Linked DNA regions of Sus scrofa: all the other regions are linked to region 2. The links are chromatin contacts, called in public promoter capture Hi-C maps. All regions are on one chromosome and are shown on one strand. The core of a region is the stretch at or near the end of the contact, and the rest is flanking DNA. Distances in the headings are between cores, read along the strand shown.

Region 1 (2,781 bases), core at 76-2,575, 560 kb after region 2:
CCGCATCCTGGTGGGGGTGGGGGCTCAGCCTTGATCCCAGGGCACCTCTAGTCCCTGGAGACGTCCAGCCAACCAGGTACGTGGAGGGGAAACGCTGTCCGCTGTCGATGGCGGCATATGTGGGTTTGGGGAGCAGGACTGTGGGGTTGGAGAGCGGCGGGGCGTGGGAGCTAGGCAACACCGGTGGGCACAGCCAACTCACTAACTGGGCGTCTCCGGGGAAGTTCGGGCGGGGTTTGCTGGCTCATGGGCTTTCTTCCTCTAAAATCCATCCTGGGCAGAGCAACCCCGCTTCTCACCCAAACTCGTGGAGACCAGGGATTAGGCGGACGCCGGGCTCTGGGAGGCGGGTCGGGGAAGCAACCAGCTCAGGCGGCGAGGGCCCTCCCACGCCGGTCCGCGACCCAGGGTGCCGGCCCACCCGCCTCGACTGGGGCCAGTTCCGCGGGGCGGGGGCCGACCTTACGAAAACGGCGGCGGGGGCTCTGGGACTCCGGCCCGGGCCGGTCCGACTCCCCTCGCGTCGCAGCCACTCTGGCTGGAGCGCTTGCCTGCCCGCCCTCAGCCGCCCGGCGAGGCAGCGGCCTCCTCTGCCGGCGCGGGGTCCCCTGGTTAACCCCTGCCCGCCAACCCGGCCGCTGATTGGAGGAGGCGGGGCGCCGGGGCAGCGGGGACCCCCCCCACCTTCCTCTTCCCCTCCCCCTCCTCCCCCACTGTCGGCGCTTCCCCCACCCCCCCAGGACCCCCCCGCCTCCCAGCCGTGCAAATCTCGCGAGGAAACACGCGGTTTCACTAGTGTGTTTACACCGATCACTACTAATCCGGACCGAACCGATCCGGATTAAGGGGCCGGAGGCGGGTCTTGGGCACCAGCGGTTCCGACCCCCCCGCCCTCCACGCCGCACCCGAGTGGCCCCTAGTCGAGCGGGCCCCCACCTCCCGACCGGGCCTGGGCTCTTCTGCGCCTCCCTTGGCCTTTGTCCGGCGCCAGGAGGCCGGTCCCGCGCCCCCCGCGGCCTCCCGGGCCCGGGCCCGCGTCGGGCGCCTGGCTCTGTACGCGAGCCCGGGGATCTGCGGCCTCCGAGGCCCCCCTCCCCCGCCCGCCCTCTCGTGGAGCCCGGCGCCGGCGGCGGCTGCCCGGGCGGGGGGTTGCGGCGCTCAGGAGAGGCCCCGGCTCCGCCCCGGGCCTGCCCAGGGGGAGTGCAGAGCGGTCCGCAGCCGGGTCGGGTCGGGGCCCCTCCCGGGAGGAGCGTGGAGCGGCGGCGGCGGCGGCGGCAGGTGAGAGGCTGAGCCCCGGGCGGGGGAGGGCGCCAGGCCTGAGGCATTAACCGTCCGGGCGACCCCCTCGGCTGAGGAGGTTGCGGCCCAGGCCCACCCGAGGGCCGGCGCCGGGCCGCAGCTTCTCGGCGCGGAGGCGGGAGGGGCTTCCCGAGGGCTGCGGGTCGCCGAGGGGCCGGGCCGAAGATGGGGGAGGCCCAAGCGGCCCCGGCCTGGGAGTGGGGCCGGCGGCCGGCGGGAAGAGGGGGGCGCCCCGGCAGCTGGAGGCCCCGGCAGCCTCCCGGGCGCCCCCGAGAGCTGGCCCGCCCTCCCTCCGTGACAGGTGGGCCTGGAGTTGGGGAAAGTTTGGAACCGGCGGGAGGCGAGGGGCGCCGGGACCAGGCCCCATCGGCCCTGCTTCTCGGCTGTGGGCTGCAGGGAGGATTCCAGTCCAAGGCCCCGCTGGAATGAGACAGTGTGGATCTTTCCTTAACATGAGTTGACATTAAATGGAATAACCGCTGGGGCGTCATTTTCCGGGCCAGGCCTGGGGATGGAGGTTTAGGAAATGTGCCGAGAGACCCTGGGGCTTGAGGGAGGCTTCAACCTCTGCCATTCCGGCCTCGATTAGGGCAGGGCGAGACTCGGAAGGCCACTTAGGGGAAACACTTTGAATCTCCTTTTTTTCTTTCCTTTTTCTTTTTGTTTTTCTTTTTAAAGATGCCTTTTTACCCTTCCGAAAATTTCCTTATTCTCTCTCTAATCTGCACTTGTTTGTGTGGGTGAAACTTTAATTTGCTACCCTTTTCATTCCCCTTTGCCCCAGGCTCTCAATCCAGGAAGGGAAATGAAACTGGAGGACTTTGTAGGGGTTGTTACTGGAAATTGTGGAGTTGTTAGATTGCAGAGGAGAATGTTGAATTCATGTTTTCAGGGAACTTTTCTATCATGCCAGTCATTCCAGTAGCTAATGATATGTTCGGAGGGGTTCTATGTAATGGTATATGCTCCTTTTCCACTTTTAACATTAGAAAGGTTTCCAATGGGTTCCGCAGGAGTTGATCTCTTGCAAACGATGGAGGTATTTGCTGAGAGTTAGCCTGTGCATTAATTGGTCATGGAAGGAGTTTAAAAATGGTGTCCTTCTGCCCCTCCCTGCTTGGAAGGAGTGCTAAAAGCAGATGTCTAGAGAAACCTACTGCTCCAGGGAGTGGCACATTTTGTAAAGGGATGGTTATGAAGCTACACTAATTTCCTGAGTGAATGCAGGTTATGGTTTTACCATGGGATCTCTATTAAATTTGGAATAATTAATTCCCTTTTTCATGAGCAACTGTGGGCTCCTCAGAGGAAGGAGGTATATAAAAGCGTTATTTGAAGTTATTTGTAGCTTCTGATTCATGCTGTATTATTTTGAAGTTATTATTAATGATTCATATTTTTAGGTTAAGAATTAGTTCCTGTGTGTTTGGGAAAAAAATATCTGAAAGTACTTACCTAAATTCAAAGATTGATAGAAAAAAT
Region 2 (2,700 bases), core at 198-2,697:
GTATAATGTAAAAACAGGTAAACTTCCAGGATAGAATCTCACATTATATTAACTAAAAAACTAATAGTTGCTATACAGAAAAGAGCTAGAGAAAGAGCCAACTAGGAGAAAATAGTATTTCATCCTGTGAAGAAAAATTAAGGAAATATGGAAGGAGTGATGTATTAAATTTTTTACTATGTGATACCAATAGTAAGTAGTGAATAGGCCTATTAAGGGCAATATGAAAGAACTTCTAAAATTGGTTTCTTTTTTTAACTTCAAAATAAAGAAAGTCCCTGACTCAAAGACAGTAGTTGATAAAGGTCAACTCTTTTAATCAATTCAAAGATCATAGGGTAGGCATAAAGTCTCCCAGACCTGGTCCATCACCAAGGGACAAAAGATTCAGTTTCTTCAGATGTCTTGGGGGGGGGGGGAATGACTTGGCACTGCATCATCACACACTTAAAATCCAATAGGGTTCCTTCCAAGCCAATGGAGCACTTTGCATCAAAACATACCTTGGTGTGGTACGGACGGAAAAATCATTATCTGCCTTTCATTTCCTGAACGCCTTATAAACACGTACAATAAAACACTCCTGATTCCCATCATAGGTCATGGAAAAAACCCAACTTGCCGTTTCCACCCTCTCCCCTTTAATAGGTGCTTGCATCTCAGCACCGGGCCTTGGAGTTCTCGACGGAAATCATTGTCCAGAAGGAAGTTTACTGGGCGAGAAAAGCAACGTGGGTTACAAAGTCTGTCACCGAAATAGAAATTAGTATTAAAAACACCGATCCTACCCTCCCTCCACCTACTCACAAAAAAACAAAAACAAAATCAAAAACAACACTCTCCCCGCAAACTTGCCCCACCATTATGAAGATCCTGCAAACGCTGATCAAATATGCTTCCCAATCATCTTCAGGCAAGAGAGCACCTGGGGCTAGTTTTCCGCCCCCTCATCCCAAACCCGTCCCGGGCCCGGCCCCCAGACTGACAGAAGGGGTTCGCTCGACGTTGGCCTGGAAGGGAAAGGGGGTCTTATCAACGAACCCCGCTCCTGCTGGGGGAAGAAGTAATGTAGGGCCAGAGGTAACACGGCTTAGGTTGCGGGCAAGGCTTCGGAACTGACGAGAAGACAGGCAGAAGCCGGCGAGAGGGGAGGCGGGAGAAGCAGCCGGGCCTAGGCCGCACCAGGCCGCGAAGTGGCCATACGCTGCTTCCAGACCAAGGCTGCGAGCCAAGCCTCAGCGAAGGGGGTTACCATTACCTGGACGGGTTCCTGCAGCACCGTCATCCTTGAGGCTCAGGCCCACTTTCTGCAGTGCCTCAGGCCCCCCCCCGTAGCGGCTCCGGCCCGGCCAGCCCCGGCTCATTTAAACTCACCAGCGACCGTTACCGGGGGATGGGGGAGGCCGAGCGATTGCCGAGTACTTCCGAAAGGGACACGGAAAAACCCGAAGTGGAGAGACCGGGGCGGGAGCCAGACGGAAATGACCGAAGGAAACCGGAAATACCCGAGGTGTATCGACGGAGGAGGAGACCGTTGCCGGAAATTGTCGAGGATTACCGGAGATTACCGAGTGTAACCCAGTGCGTAGGTTCCACTTCTACGCCATGCCTTCACTCACGCACGCCACGCCCCCCATGGGCCACCCTAGGGCACGCCCAATCCGCAACCAGTAGGCTGGGCATGGCTGCAGGAGTCAGCTGGGATCGTTACGTGACCCGGTGGCCGCCTTGCTTCTCCGCTCAACCTTGCTGGATTAATTGGTGCGCTGCAGATTAAGCAAAGGGTTAAACCCAAGAGTTTGGGGTTGACTTTAGTTAAACAAGAATTATCTGTATTTTGAGTTTAGGTCATTCATTCATTCCAGAACTATCTATTCAAGGCTCAAAAGGAAAATAGGAAATTGGAAGGATTGCCACCCCCGAAGATTTTGTAGGACCCCGGTCCTCAAAGAGATTATTGTCTATTTAACGGAAAACTAATGTAACAAAGAATAGTACATTATATGGTGATGTGAGCATTCAGAAGAGAGGAAAGGGAAATTAATTAGGATTGAGATGAGGAAGTTTCAGACTGGTTTCGAAGGATGGGTAGAATTAGAAGAAAGGAGAAAATAGAAGGAAGTAGAATGAGATCTGGTACGTTAACTGGAAATGATTATTTAGGTGGCCAGATCATGGAAAAATCTCAGGAGGGAAGAGTTTTTTATTCTTGATAGAGGCATTGTGGTGTATTGGGAAATTCAGAGGCTTAGTTTTGAATTTTATCTCTGGCACTAAATTGTATTAGGTCCTTAAGCAAGTCACAACCTCCCTGAACTTCTGTTGCCTTAGTCTGAAAAAAAAAAGCAATTAAGAGAACTAAATGCATTAAAGTATGTGACTGTGTCTAACAAACTCTAAGAGGTTCTCAAATTTACTTCCTGCTCCCTTTCCCCCCAGAATGTGTGAACAGGGAACTATCAAAACTTTATTTTTTGGTAGATAAGAAAAAGTCTTTGCAATATTTTTAAATTCAAGTATAGTTGATTTACAATATTATGTTTCAGGTGAACAGCAAAGTGATGCAGATATATTTACAGATTGTTTGCCATTATAGTTTATTACAAAATATCAAATATAGTTCCCTGTGCTATACAGTAAATCCTTGTTGCTTATCTATTTTGTGTAGAGTAGTTTGTAGCTATTAATCCCATACTCCTA
Region 3 (2,700 bases), core at 109-2,608, 640 kb before region 2:
GGATCCAGCTTGCTGTGAGTTGTGGTGTAGGTCTCAGATTAAGAGGAAAAGAAGACTGTATGTATTCATAATCTGAACTATGTAAAAATTTCATGGAAAAATGACTGGAAAGAAATAAACCAAAATGGTAACAGTGACTGCCTCTGGATAATAGGATGATGGGTGTTTTTTTTTTTTTTTTTTTTTTCTCTTTTTTGTCTCTCTCTCTGGTGGGGAGTGTCTTTTTTTTTTTATTATACTTTAAAAAATTACTATAATTTTGTTATAGTTAGGAAAAATTATAATTTTAAAAGAATCATGTAGAAAAACCTCTCATACTTTCTTGTATTTACTGTCATATATATATATACACATACATATATATATATATACACACATACATACACATATACAGTCATCACGATCAAGAAAGTATTTGGTTAAAAAGATTAAGGCGTCAGACCTGAACTTAAAACTCTGACCTACTATTTCATTTTCCTCTTTGTAAAATGGGAATAATAGTAGATTCCAGTTCACGGAGCGTTATATCATGCAGGTCAAGTTCTCGACATATTTCCTGGCACATATTAACAGATGTTAGTTTTTCCTAAAATGCACAGTTATATGCCATTTACGGGCGTTTGTAAACTTTTCAGTGAACCAAGTTGGCATTAGGTGTTGAATTAATGAGAACACTTCTCAAGACCGTGGTCCTGAGCATCTGAACGAAGGTGCAGGTTGCTAGCATTTTTCCCAACTGTTGAAAATCTGTTCAAAAACAGGGCGGCTGTCTAGCTTCACACTAAATAGGAAACCTTCCTTATGTCTAACTCTGGTGTCGGCGTCTTGGTGTTTCCCACACAGACCAACGCCCCAAACTAGTTTCTACTTTTAGCTCAACCAAGGCAAATTTCCTTAAATAACGCCCAGAACTTGGCCACGCCCACATGCCCGCACCCAGTTGGTCCTAATACTCCCTGGGTTCGTTCAATCCGTGGAAATTTTCCTAGTTGATTGGCAGAGCAAATCGGAGTTTTTTTTTTTTTTTACTTTTTTGATTGGTCACGAGCAGCACTGGGACGGGGCACATGGGCGTGTCTCGCCGGGACGCGGTGCGTTGTCATTGGAGAATGAAGCCGGTATTTCCAAAGCTTCGTGCCGTCGCCTAGGTCCCCAGGGGCGGGTGTCCGCCCTCCTAGGCTTTTATTCTCCTTGGCATTGGTCAGACTTGTCGTCACTCACGGAACTTCGAGCTCATTGGTAGAAATAAACTCCAAGAGTCAGGGAGTGATTGGTTGGTTACTGTTCCCGCCCCGAGCCTGTCGCCATTTTGCGGAGGGGATCCGAATTCTTAAAGGCAGCGGTATTGGTACCAGTGCTTAGTTCGGCGGCAGGTGAGTCACAGGCGAGGGAGAGATGGCTGAAGGCCTGGCTGGATTTCCGCACCTTTAGAGGTCGGGAAACTAGACAGCAGCAGGTGGCCTTCACAAAGCGTTTGGGTTCCCTGTCCCTTTTCCGCCCTATGAGAAGAATGGCCAGGCTGCGGGGATCGAGAGACTTGGCTCTCATCCTCTGCTGGGCTCTCTGCTCTCCCGAGGGCCCGCAGTTCGAGAGGAAGAGGCCTGGAGGCCAGGCAGAGGGGACACTCGGAGGCCTTCCCCGGGGACCTGGCGCGTCTGCTCGCCCGCTGCGCACGCCCACTTGGCCACTTGCTCCGGTTCTTGTCCTGGACATCTTCCCGCAATTCTCCCTGATGGACAGTTGGTGCTCGTGGGAGGGGAGGGTGAGCGTGCCAAAGAGGCGCCAGGGTCGGCAGCGTCTTCCAGAGGGTCTGCAGCAGCTCAGCAGATGAGTAGGAAAAAAGAGAGGCCGGAGGGAGAACATGGGATGTGTATACTGTGTGCGGTTGGGAGGAGGAATCGAGTATTTGCTTCATAGGACATGCAAGTGGGAAGTAACCTTCCTTCTCCCAGCATGTTCCTCACTGTTTTTCTCATTTATGAGATTTGTCCTTTTTCGGAAACAAAGACAAAGACTCTTTAGTTTGTCGCCCAACAAGCTTTTTGAGTACTGCAGTGCGTTGTATTTCTATATACTTACTCTGTGCGGCTCTTGTAAGAATGATTAAAACATTGAGCATCATTCTTTGGTTAGAGTAGTTTGCCTATACCTAATTTATGTGCAGGATAAATGCTCTGCTCCTTTTCTCAGGTCGTAGAATAAAACGATGTGTGCTTGGACATCATCCATGAAGTTAAGCTACTGTAGGACAAGGTTCAGTTTTAGAGGTGGGGCCTCGAATTTGGTGACCTCCCCTCTGAGGTCCCTAGGGTTCTGATGAATGGGAGATGGACTGTTCTTGTTCCATCTTATCCCTGCTCTGCCCAGGAGTAAAGTTTTCCTTTGGTTTGCAGTTGAAAGGGAAACAAGGGTTGTATTCAGTACTGCTTCTAAGTCTTTAATTGGAATGTCAAGCTCACACTTCAAATAGGCTGATTCGTTAAAATTAAAGATGTAGAGTAAATTTCGGCAAAGCCAATCTGTCTTTGCTATTAGCTTCTTTTATATAATCTTTCATGCACTCGACTGAAAAATAAAATACTGAACATTTATGCAGTTAGATGTCAGTACACCTTTTGGGGAGTAATGACTGGGAAGGGGCACGAGGAAATCTGGGTACAACAAATCATTTTTTGATTTGGTTTATGACATTTCATTGAA

The links. Promoter capture Hi-C pulls out the DNA fragments that hold promoters and counts their contacts.
Region 1: a contact with region 2 is called in a promoter capture Hi-C map of fetal liver, with 3 times the contacts expected there. The contact joins the promoter of LOC110256160 here to the promoter of CDC27 in region 2. A contact is called at or near these places in 2 of 5 promoter capture datasets (fetal liver and liver), 2 of 47 Hi-C or Micro-C datasets (heart right ventricle and liver) and 1 of 2 datasets of contacts at active chromatin or transcription factors (alveolar macrophages).
Region 3: a promoter capture Hi-C map of fetal liver shows a contact between it and region 2, with 2.2 times the contacts expected there. The contact joins the promoter of ARF2 here to the promoter of CDC27 in region 2. A contact is called at or near these places in 2 of 5 promoter capture datasets (fetal liver and liver) and 2 of 47 Hi-C or Micro-C datasets (embryonic fibroblasts and heart right ventricle).

The regions. Positions count from the first base shown.
Region 1 is chr12:16,253,563-16,256,343 of Sscrofa11.1, reverse strand. It overlaps LOC110256160, which reads right to left and starts at 1,325. Exons shown (of 1, transcript XM_021068078.1): 1 at 1-1,325. The coding sequence starts at 1,325. The coding sequence ends at 369. TLK2 (serine/threonine-protein kinase tousled-like 2) reads left to right here. Exons shown (of 20, transcript XM_021068152.1): 1 at 1-76.
Region 2 is chr12:16,809,615-16,812,314 of Sscrofa11.1, reverse strand. It overlaps CDC27 (cell division cycle protein 27 homolog), which reads right to left and starts at 1,447. Exons shown (of 19, transcript XM_003131307.5): 1 at 1,259-1,447. The coding sequence starts at 1,285.
Region 3 is chr12:17,446,606-17,449,305 of Sscrofa11.1, reverse strand. ARF2 (ADP-ribosylation factor 2) reads left to right here and starts at 1,358. Exons shown (of 5, transcript NM_001145220.1): 1 at 1,358-1,373. All of the region lies in intron 1 of LOC102165973 (a long non-coding RNA gene), which reads right to left.